Linked DNA regions of Sus scrofa: all the other regions are linked to region 2. A link is a contact called in public Hi-C and HiChIP or PLAC-seq data. All regions are on one chromosome and are shown on one strand. Each heading gives the region's core, a stretch centred on a gene start, on an enhancer-like site or on the middle of the called end of the contact. The rest is flanking DNA. Distances are from core to core; before and after follow the strand shown. Region 1 holds the start of RPL22 (ribosomal protein L22). Region 2 holds the start of ACOT7 (cytosolic acyl coenzyme A thioester hydrolase). Region 3 holds the start of ICMT (isoprenylcysteine carboxyl methyltransferase).

What was found. Hi-C and Micro-C count contacts between places; a contact is called where the count stands out from the background. HiChIP or PLAC-seq counts read pairs in DNA pulled down with a chosen protein or histone mark.
Region 1: a contact with region 2 is called in a Hi-C map of skeletal muscle, with 3 times the contacts expected there. The contact joins the promoter of RPL22 here to the promoter of ACOT7 in region 2. A contact is called at or near these places in 2 of 5 promoter capture datasets (fetal skeletal muscle and liver) and 1 of 47 Hi-C or Micro-C datasets (skeletal muscle).
Region 3: an H3K27ac HiChIP or PLAC-seq map of alveolar macrophages shows a contact between it and region 2. The contact joins the promoter of ICMT here to the promoter of ACOT7 in region 2. A contact is called at or near these places in 2 of 5 promoter capture datasets (fetal skeletal muscle and liver), 17 of 47 Hi-C or Micro-C datasets (alveolar macrophages, blood, embryonic fibroblasts and 10 more) and 2 of 2 datasets of contacts at active chromatin or transcription factors (alveolar macrophages and skeletal muscle).

The regions. Positions count from the first base shown.
Region 1 is chr6:67,100,170-67,103,624 of Sscrofa11.1, reverse strand. RPL22 (ribosomal protein L22) reads left to right here and starts at 1,539. Exons shown (of 4, transcript NM_213987.1): 1 at 1,539-1,570; 2 at 3,325-3,429. The coding sequence starts at 1,559.
Region 2 is chr6:67,252,326-67,255,975 of Sscrofa11.1, reverse strand. It overlaps ACOT7 (cytosolic acyl coenzyme A thioester hydrolase), which reads left to right and starts at 1,879. Exons shown (of 9, transcript XM_003127525.6): 1 at 1,879-2,068. The coding sequence starts at 1,881.
Region 3 is chr6:67,124,612-67,128,273 of Sscrofa11.1, reverse strand. ICMT (isoprenylcysteine carboxyl methyltransferase) reads left to right here and starts at 2,366. Exons shown (of 5, transcript NM_001244481.1): 1 at 2,366-2,607; 2 at 3,463-3,551. The coding sequence starts at 2,413.

The sequences.
Region 1 (3,455 bases), core at 290-2,789, 150 kb after region 2:
AAGATGGGAGTTTGTTTTGTTTTCCACCCCAGGGCATGTGGAATTCCCCAGGCCACAGATCAGATCCTAGCCACCAACTCAACCTAAGCCACAGCTGCCACAACACCAGACCCTAACCCACTGTGCCATGCCAGGATAAGCTGGGTCCCGGCGCTCCCAAGATACTGCTGATCCTGTTGCACCACAGCAGGAGCTCCAAGATGGGAGATTGTTTTTATTTATTTAAAATTTTTTTGGGGGGGAGTTGCCATCGTGGCTCAGAGGTTAATGAACGCACCCGACTAGCATCCATGAGGACGAGGTTTGATCCCTGGCCTTGCTCAGTGGGTTAAGGATCCGGCGTTGCTGTGAGCTGTGGTCTAGGTCACAGATGTGGCTTGGATCTGCCGCATCTTAGTGTTGCTGTGGCTCTGGTGTAGGCCAGTGGCTGCAGCTCCCATTCGACCCCTAGCCTGGGAACCTCCATATGCTGTGGGTGCGGCCCTAAAAAAAAAAAAAGAAAAAAAGGTCAATTGGCAGAGCAGGCCTGAGAGTAAACCTAGACTGGTCAGCATGGGGTTTCCTCTCATCATTCTAAGCCAGGATTTGGCCTCTGCTAGGTGACTACATGCAGCTAGGTACTGGCGGGTGTGTGTAACTGAGTGAACAACGCAGGACCCTAGAATGTAACTGGTAAGGACACGAGGGGATGAGAGTGGGTGAAAACAGCCAGTGCGTGGACTGTGGGTCTGGGGATGAAGACCCTTGCCACTCGACTTTGGTCCATGGATCAGCAGCAGCAGCATCTCAGGCTTTGGAGAAATACAGAATCTCAGGCCCCTATGAGATTTGGAGAAATACAGAACCTCAGGCCCATATGATCCATTGTACTGGCATCTGCAATTTATGGAGATTCCCAGGTGATTCAAGTTCAAATGCCACTTTGAGAAATGCTGGCAGAAGAATTTTTGGAACCAGGAAACTGGAAGGCATGAGCTGGAAAGCTAGGAGGTGGTGACTGGAGGGCGGGCAGCTTGAATCTGAGACTGTGGAGAGTGTACCTGACTACAGCAAAAAGGATCAGGGCAGCGAGACAGCCCGGGGAACCACCTTCCAGGTTGGGCACTTTAGGAAGAAGCCAAGTGATCTTGGGCATTGGGACTCCAGGGCCAGAAGGGCCTCACCTCCCCAAGCTAGTAGGTTCGACTCCCACCCCACTAGCTGTTAATTTATGCTTTACTGGATCTCCTTCTTTCCGTTTTCTTCCTAAGACTTTCACAGTAGAGCAAGCCCCTTTATTTCTTTTTGGGCTCATCTAGGCTGGCACCCCCCCTCCTCCGATCCTTCGCAGTGGGACAGGCCACTTCCCTCCCCCCGTAATCCTCCCGGCGGGGGAGAGGACGGGTTTTGCATTCAGGCAAAAATCATCGCTCCCCGAGCGTACGGAACAGGACGAGATGGTGAGGAGCGAGGGGCGTGGCAGAGCGATTGATACGGCCTGAGTCCTGCGTGCTCTGCGCGCTGCGGCTCTTTGCGTCTGCGTGATTCGCTCAACTCCCTTTCTGCCTCTGCTGCCGCCATGGCGCCTGTGGTTAGTATGGCTCCGCGTGAGGCCTTGGCTCTGGGGAAGGCACGTGGGCCTCGCCAGCCTGGCCCCTGCCTGGCTCGCGCCGGCCGGCGCTCTGCAGCGTCCTGCCGGGGCCGGGCCGGCACATCTGCTGGAGCGGGCCGGCGCGGCCGAGGGGTCCCGCACGTTGTGGGCGGAGAAGGCCGCGGCCCGAGGCCCGAGAGGGAGTCCCGGGGCTCCGGGAGATCGCGGCTTGGGCCCCTACCTGCGGCCCGTGGGAAGCTGGGGGTCCGAGGCTGTAGCCTGGGCCGGTCAGCGGTCTTTGGAGTGCGGCCGGCGTGAGGCAGCCAAGGCCTAGGCCTCGTTACCTGGGCTGAAGGCGGGGAAGGAGGGGACCTGCCACCCCCGGCGACCGCGCATCCGGGAAGCCTACAGCCAGGACTCGGGGGCAGGTGGGAGGGTACGGGTCTGGCGGGCCTGTTTTCGGAAAGAGGCTCGGGGCAGGGGACCTCTAGCGTCTCCGGAGGAAGTTAGGTTTTAGGGCGCAGCTCTGTAGACCCTTTTTCGTGTCAGGCGAGGGCCCCGTTCCATTCTCTCTTCGGCTGGGACCGGCTCGTGCGGCGCTCTCATGTCACTCCGGCCGCAGGTCGTTCTCCCAGGTGACTGGGAGAAAGTTTCTCTCTCCTCCTTTGTTGGGACACCTTTGTTAATATTTTCGGCTCACCTCTATCATTCTGCCTGGATGGGCTTTTTGACGCTTTTAGGCGTTTTAAGCTTTAGGTGGAAAACTCGTGAGGGGTATCCAGCCCACTGCGGCCAGGTCGTGTGCCTGCTGATTGTATATTTCCGGGGTTGCGTTTAAGACTGCCCTCTTGATATTAGGAAGACAGATGCTAGAGAAAATAAGTGTTTTTTGGAAGGGAGCTCCGTGTTTGAAAAACGGACCCCGTTGACAAGTTTTCAGTGAAGTTCTTTCAAACAGGAAGGGAGTTAAGATGTGTTCTTGGAAAGGCCTTTTTAGATTCTGAAATGGTTTTTAAAGTGTAAGTACAGAGGCTTCCTTAGATGGTGTTGGAGTTTGTAGAGGGACCAGGTTAATATAAGCTGCTTTGTGAGTATGAAAGGATCTGGAACCTTGGTAGAATGTGCTTACCCGTGGTTTGGAAGGCTCATTCACAGATCAAACTAGTCAAAAGGCCAGAAATTGTTGACCATAGTGTTGTAATTAGAGCCCAAGGGGTAGCTTTACCCTCGTCCTGACTGGGGAAGATGCACTGCTAAGCTGTGTGGATCTGGCTGCTGATTCTGAGAAGGTGGATGCGGCAGGGTTAAGGGCATCAGGACTCTAGTCTGGAGAGTTAGGGCAAGGACTGATTCAAATTAAAGTTGTTGCAGGCATGCCTGTGCTGTGATGAGCGAATAAAAGGAGTGTTCCTTGAACCTTTATTTTGGAACTTCTAGGGCAAGTAAAAGGAAACGTTCATTTTACTGTCCTTCCTAAGCTAGCAGACCTTGATACTCATATATATTGGGGGGCTGGAAAGTGTAAATGGGTCAAGAGTGCTGGAGTAACTTCCCCTTCCGGAGGGCTCGACCCTAGGCTTGCACAGCAGCACCTTTGAGCATTCGACCTCCTCCACTCTGGGGCAGAGCTCAATTCTGGACTCAGAGCTATAGTTTTTGCGTTTGTACAACTCTGGTGGTTTTGCTTCTGTTAATTTTTTTTTTTTGGACTGGTTATGCCCTTCATCTCTGTTTTCATTTGTATACTTTTTTAGAAAAAGCTTGTGGCGAAGGGGGGCAAAAAAAAGAAGCAGGTTCTCAAGTTCACTCTTGATTGCACGCACCCAGTGGAAGATGGAATCATGGATGCGGCCAATTTTGTAAGTTATCCCCTTGACGTCATCAC
Region 2 (3,650 bases), core at 630-3,129:
CAGATGCTGTCTTGGGCCAGTGGGTAGCCACAGCCTTTCCCAAAGATACAGATGTTAGAGTTCCCGTCGTGGTGAAGCGGAAACAATCCGACTAGTATCCATGAGGATGGGGGTTTGATTCCCGGCCTTGCTCAGTGGGTCAGTGATCTGGCGTCCCTGTGAGCTGTGCTGTAGGTTGCAGACGCAGCTTGGATCCCCTGATGCTGTGGTGTAGGCCTGAAGCTATAGCTCTGATTACACTCCTAGCCTGGGAACATCCAGATGCTATGGGTGTGGCTCTAAAAGGCCAAAAAAAAAAAAAAAAAAAAAAAAAAGAATTCCCATTGTGGCTCAGTGGTTAACGAATCTGACTAGGAACCATGAGGTTGCGGGTTCGATGAGAGGGTTAGAGATCCGGCATTGCTGTGATCTGTGGTGTAGGCTGCAGACGTGGCTCAGATCCTACATTGCTGTGGCTCTGGCATAGGTCGGCGGCTACAGCTCCGATTAGACCCTTCGTCTGGGAACCTCCATATGCCTCGGGTGTGGCCCTAGAAAAGACACAAAAAAGAAAAAGATACAGATGTTGCGCCAGATCACTTTTGTTTTGTGTTTTTGGCCACTTTGCAGCACATGGAGTTCCCACACCAGCGATCAGATCCGAGCCAGTTTCAGCCAACATCACACCGGCAGCAATGCTAGAACCTTTAACCTGCTGTGCCAAGCCTGTGTCCTGGTGCTGCAGAGACAGCGCCCACCCCATTGCGCCCCAGCAGGAACTTGTCTGCCCCTCTCTGGCAGGGATCTGGCTGTTAATTCTGACCCAATCAGCCCATTCCCCAGTCTAGGACCCATGCTGAGTGGTGGTTACGCAGGCTTGCTGACCCTAGACACCTGCAGCGACTTAATTCGTGCTAGAAAATGACATTTTTAGTTTAATAATCTTGAAATGATAGACATGACCCGGTTTGCTCCCTCTGGTCCTGAGGCTTATAGATAAGTGGTGGGCTGCTGCTATGGTCTGGTAATACAGGTGTGACCAGGAGGAACTATTTAGTTTCGTATAAATAGGTCTTCAAATTGCACTGGAGAACTTGAGTTATGTGGGTTTTGATTTTCAAAAATCTGACTATAGAAGCAATTTATGTTCATTGCAAAACATTGGGGAAAAGTCATATGTAGTTTTATCGAGTAAAAGCGCTCTGAAATTACGACACAAAGATGTGTTCACCTTCCCCCTCTTTTTTGGGCGGATTTTGTGACCTCAACTTGGCCTGGACTCCCTTGCAGGGGATACAGTATGCAAAAGAACCTATTAGCATCTTTGGGGCTCTTCACTGCAGGTCAGGCACTCCCAGGACAATGCTCAGCGCTCTAGAAAAGTCTCCTTGGAATAACCCAGAGGTGCTTTGCAATTGCAGGCTGGGGCAGCAGAGGCCTGACGGCTTCTTGCTCCCCGTTTTGCGCACCCTAGCCTGGCCAGGAAGGCTCCTTTACGAGAAAACCGCCTCCAGTTTCCTCTCGAAGTTGATCTGAGAAAGCGCGACCAGGCCACCGCCTCCCGCAGGCCTCTCCGCCCACGCAGGCATCTGGGTCTCAGGTGCGGCCTCGTCGCCTCCTGGGCGCGCCCCAGGCCCGCGGATGGGGTAACGACGCGAACAAACACGCGCAGGGCGAGGCTGACCCTGGTGGCTGCCCAGCCCCGCGCCCGTGCCTCTCAACGGCCGCCGAACCTTCTGGAAGCGGCGCCCCGCCGCGGCCCCACAGCCGCCGCCAGAACCGGACGCCCAGGGAGCCGACGCGGGCCGGGGGGCGGGGCGGAGGCGAGCGCGCGGGGCGGGCCTTCGCAGGAGTCTGTGTTCGATTCGCGGTCGGCGCGCAGGCCCCGCCTCCCTGGCACCATGGCCCCGCCTCTCCCCTCCCCCTCCATGGCGCCACCCGGGCTCATTCATTTCGCCCCGGGCCTGCCAGACACCTGCGTTCTCCCTCGGCCGCCCGCCTCCGCTGCTGCCGCTGCCGCCGCCGCCGCCGCCGCAGCCAGCATGTCGGGCCCCACCGCGGATACCCCGTCCGCCATCCAGATCTGCCGGTAAGCGTGGCGTGCGGCGGCAGGCGGCCAGGATTCCGAGTCGCCGCCCGGGCCTGGCCGACCCTGTGCGCCCTCCCCTCCTCAGTCCCCGCCCCCGCCGGGCCGGTTACCTCCGGACTCCGCCCGCCCGCCGCGGCTGGGATGCGCCTCCGGCGCCGCAGAGCCGGCAGCCTCACCGCGTCTCTCTGCCGGCCTCCGGCGCATCTCCGGTCACGCAGGCCGTTTGCATGAGGAAGCGGTGCGGAGCCCTTCCCCTGGGCGGGGGTCGGAGCGCATCCCCCCTCTGCCCAGCCCAGCCCAGCCCTGCCCCGCCCGGTGCCCGAACGCGCCGAAGCCCCAGCCCAGGTCCCAGTGAGCCCCCTAATTCGAGGTCGTGATCCGGGCGGTGGTGCAAAGCCAACCGGATATCCCGACCTGTGCGGCGCAAGTAACCCGCTGGCTGGGCGGCGGCCGGAGCCCATCGGTGGGCGCCCGAGTGGGCGGGGGCTGCAGATATGCAGTCCCTCCTGTCCGCTGCCACGGTTTGGGGCGGGGCGGGGGGAGCAGGCTGTTAACAGCAAGAACAGGAAATGCCCTTCCTCTGTAACACTGCACTGCTAGGAGGGGAGGATGGTCGTTGAGCCCGGAAGCATCTTACACAATGGGGGCAAAGGCTTGTTCTTGTTGGGGGACCAGCCCTGCCTTTCTCCACCGGCACCGGCAGATCGAGGGCCTGGAGGACGCGCGGGAGATCGCGAGCCGGCTCATTTCCGACAGGAGCGGGAGGGCAGCCTCAAGGTTACTCTCCATTCCCTGGGACCGAGTGGAAGCAGGCACGGTGGCATTTGAGCTAAGGAGGGGCGAGGAAGCTAGGAAGGCCGAATGGTGGCTGGGGCCTGCCACGGGGCCTGTGCTGCTTGATGCCTCGGCGGAGAGTGACAGCGGCTTCCTGTTTGAGGGCCAGTCCTTCAGATTTGGAGATTGGGCATCACACTGACCTTGGGTCCAAGCCAGATTAGTTTCCTGTGAATGCCGGCATCTCTTTAGAAGAGGCAAAGGCTGGGCATACACTATGGTATCAAGGGGGTGCCCTGAATCCTGACCTCAAGGGCAGTTTTGATCTTTCTAGGGAGAGGAATTCTCTGGGGAGGGGGGGGTCTTTCACCACTGATTTGTTATTGGCTGTCTTGGCCCCACCCACTCCAAGTTCCAGGGGCAAAAATAATAGAAGTGGCTGATCCTGGGAGACAGAAGGGCCTGGAGTCTAGGCCTAAGATCCGTCTCTGCTGCGTATTGGCCAGGTGAACTTGGAGTTCATCTTTGCAAAGGGTTTTAACATCTCTCATGTTGCTCGGTTTGCCCAGCATCCCTGGGGAGGGAGGATGGCAGGAATCTCACCACTCTTGCTGTGGAAGAGGAGACAGGTCCTGGGAGACGCACTGCCTCCATAAGGTCATCCAGCCACAGGAGCGGGAGGGGCGGCTGCTGATAGGTCCTCTCTCTCCGGAGCTGCGTTTTTTGCACTGTGCTCTCCCCCAAATGGAATACTGATTTCAGGGTACTCAGAAAGGCTTATTACTTCCTCAGGGTGATGACTAGCCAG
Region 3 (3,662 bases), core at 1,117-3,616, 130 kb after region 2:
GTCGCAGGTTTGATCCCTGGCCTTGCTTGGTGGGTTAAGGAATCGGTGTTGCCGTGAGCTGTGGTGGAGGTTGCAGTCTCGGCTCGGATGCTGTGGCTGTGGCATAGGCCAACGGTTACAGCTCTGATTCGACTCCTAGCCTTGGAACCTCCATATGTCATGGGTGCAGCACTTAAAAAAGACAAAAATAAATAAATTAAAAAAACACATTCCCCTTCCCTCCAGTCTGGCTCTACCTGGGAGGCAACTGCCTCCTCGTTTCTCCCTTCTCCAAGATAGGAGTGATAGGGATTGTATGGTCTAAGGGGAGTGGATGAGTGGAAGAGAGAGGCTTGCTCAAGCCCTCCTGTCTGGATTACATGCTACTCTCTGCCCCCCAGTACAGGGACCGTCCCTAAGGGTAAATCAGGGCCCTAAGTCAGCGTGGAGTGCAGGAACTGGTGAGAAAAGAACTTCCTCGGAGCCGCCCTCTGTCCCAGGACAGACTCACTCCTAGGAGCAAAGATGCAATATGCACCCTCTAGTGGCCCCAAGACGTCTTGGCGATGAGGGACAGGTGCCGAGTGGGGGAGGCCCAAGAAACTGAGAGCAGTGGCAGGAGCTGGGGCTCTCCGCCCCCAGGGACAGTCCAGGCTTCCTTCCCATGTGGCACTGCAACTGGGTGGCTTTGAAACATGAAATGTCCTTTCAGTTACTTCCCATCTAGTAAGTTTAGCAAATATCTTCCCAGCAACATTTAAACATGACACAGGGTTTACAGAGCATTTTCTTTCTATGGCCACACTTGCAGCGTATGGAAGTTCCCAGGCCGGGGGTGGAATTGGAACTGCAGTTGAGACCTGTGGCACAGCCAGGGCAACACCAGATCTGAGCTGCATCTGCAACAACGCTGGACCCTTAACCCATTGCGCGAGGCCAGGGATCAAACCCGCATTCTCACAGAGTCTATGTCGGGTTCTTAATCCACTGAGCTGCAATGGGAACTCCCAGGATCTCCATTTTACGGGGAAGGTGAGGCTCACACAGTTGCTTTGACCTTGAGGCTGGCTCTCCATCCTTCTCTAAACCCAGCTGTCCAGATGCCAGGTCTCCTGCCAGGTCCTCCAGGAACAGAGGAGGGGAGGGTGGCTAGGGGTTCAGATGCAAGCTCGGCTCCCTGCCGCTCACAGCCCACCTGGCTTTATTGCTCTCTGACCCACTACTCTGGGTTCCAGGCTCCCTGGGGGCCTGTCCCCTATCGCTCAGGCTTGCTTCCTCCTGCCTCTGTCTGCAAACTCTGTGCCTTCCCCCTCCCTCCCTGTGGATGCCCTTGCTCTCATTTCAGCGGCAGGACGGCTGCCAGTACACACACTCTTCCATGCAGGCTCCTAAGCCTCCCAATCACGGGCCTCTCCCTGGGGGTCCCTCTCATTCCCTCTCTAACCTCACCCCCACCCCACCAGAGTTTATTCCAGTTATTTGCTTACTTGTCTTTCTCCTCCACCATCCCTCTGTCGGACATTTATCCTTCAAAAAAGTAAGGAAAAATTCCTAATGATAAAAGTAATATATATTGATTGTGGGCCATATGGAAGATCCAAAAACATATAAAAAAGACAGTAAAACGTTTCCGAGTCCACCTGACAATTACCGCCGTGAAATTGGCTTCTGTGTCAATCATTTCCCCAGGCTCACACATAAGCTCTGGTTTTCCCAAGTGGAGTCAGGACCACACTGTCAAGTTTTGCACATTCTGTTTTTTAATAGGTCCTGTGTATTTCACCTGTCTGCCAACATTCTTCCTGAACACGAACCGAAGTGGGCGGTCATCCCGCTGCGTGGATGCCCGCTGGGATTTCAGGCTCCCCGAGGGCAGCGTCCCCGCAGCCTGGGCCCCCAGCGGGCGCTCGGAGACTCTGCGGAGGGCCGGCCGTGCCTGCGCGCGCGGACCCCGCGGGGCGCGGTGGGGTGGAGGCGGGTGGCCCGCTCGTCCCCGCGCGCTGCCCAGGGGTGTCAGTTGCGGGTGGGACCGCGCGGGGCCGGCGAAGGTGGGCTCGCTTCGGCTTTCAGGTGATTTCTCCGGACAGGGACATTCTGGAGTTTGGGGCGGACTCCTGGCAGACACCAGGGTCGCCTTCTCGGCCGAGGACCCAGGCGCCCCGCGGCCCCGCCCGCCGGCTGCCACTCGGCCTGGTTCGGGGTGGGGAGGGGTCCCCCAGGGGACCGCGGGGCGGGGCCGCGGGGCGGGGCGCTCCCGCCAAATTCGGGCCCCAGCTCCGCGGCGCGGCGGTATCGCGAGAGCGCGCGGGAGGCGCGCAGGTCCGGGCGGCTGCCCTTCCCTGTCGGCGTCGGCGGCGCAGTGCGCAGGCGCGGGGGGCGGGTTTCCCAGGGCTACAGCCGGCGCGGCGGCCCGCTCGTCCGCCGCCCTGCGCCATGGCGGGCTGCGCGGCGCGGGCTCCGCCAGGCTCTGAGGCGCGCCTCAGCCTGGCCACCTTCCTGCTGGGCGCCTCCGTGCTCGCGCTGCCGCTGCTCACACGCGCCGGCCTGCAGGGCCGCACCGGGCTGGCGCTCTACGTGGCCGTGCTCAACGCGCTGCTGCTGCTGCTCTACCGGCCGCCGCGCTACCAGGTACAGGCCGGGCAGGGCCTGGCGAGGGCCCGGGGCCGGGCGGGCTGGGCGCGGCGCAGGGGCACCGTCCCCCGGGGTCGAGGTCTGGGTCGGGTCGGCCGAGAGCCCGGCCTGCGAGAGAGACCGCCTCCCCCGGCCGGTGTTCTTTAGCATCGGCGAGTTCAGGTGGCAGGAGGGCCCCCTCCTCTACAGTCTCGGGAGCTGGGGGCGGGGGGCCCCCTCCGCCCGGCGGAGTGGGTGGCAAATTGCAGTTGGTGCGGTTCTGCAGCTGCGGCAGATACGCGTGCGGTGGGGAGTGAGGGAGCCCACGAGTTCTTTTATGTAATTTAAGGTGTGGAGAACTATCTGCTGTCAAGTCTGAGGTCAGAGGCCCCGCAGCTACGTGGAGGGGGCTGGGCGCAGAGTCCCGGGTCCCCCGACCAGGTTCGCTGCGTGGACTTGGAAGCATCCGGCCAATAAGCTAGGTTTACGCAGTTTTCCCACGGCCCTGAGTAGCAATTGCAGTAATAATAGTGACGGTAGCTAAAACGTGGGCAGCACTTACTCTTAAGTGCTTTACTCAGGTGATGGTCACAGCTGTTCTCAAAGGTAGGTGCTGTTGTCATCCCCACTGTGTAGATGGGGAAACCGAGGTCCAGAGACGTTAAGCGACTTGCCTAAGACCACAGAGCCAGAGAAGGGTGGGCTTGGGGTTTGAACCCAGGCAGCCCTGCTTCACCCTGCTAACCTCTGAGCAGATGAGCTCTGCGGACTTGCCCGTGGCCTTCTTATCCCAGGACGTAGGGTGATGCTCCTGCAGCCGGGACGTATGCTGAGAACAGCCAGGTGACTGAGCTTCTTTTGGGTCCATTTCAGATAGCCATCCGAGCCTGCTTCCTTGGCTTTGTGTTTGGCTGTGGAGTGCTGCTAAGTTTTAGCCAGTCTTCTTGGAATCACTTTGGCTGGTAAGAAGTGCTTCGGAAATGAGAGTTTTGAGGTCTGGGTGGGCTGATCAGAGGGTCAGTAGCGGTCCTTCTGCATCCCTGGCTGGCTGAAGGCTATTGAGGGTTCTAAGG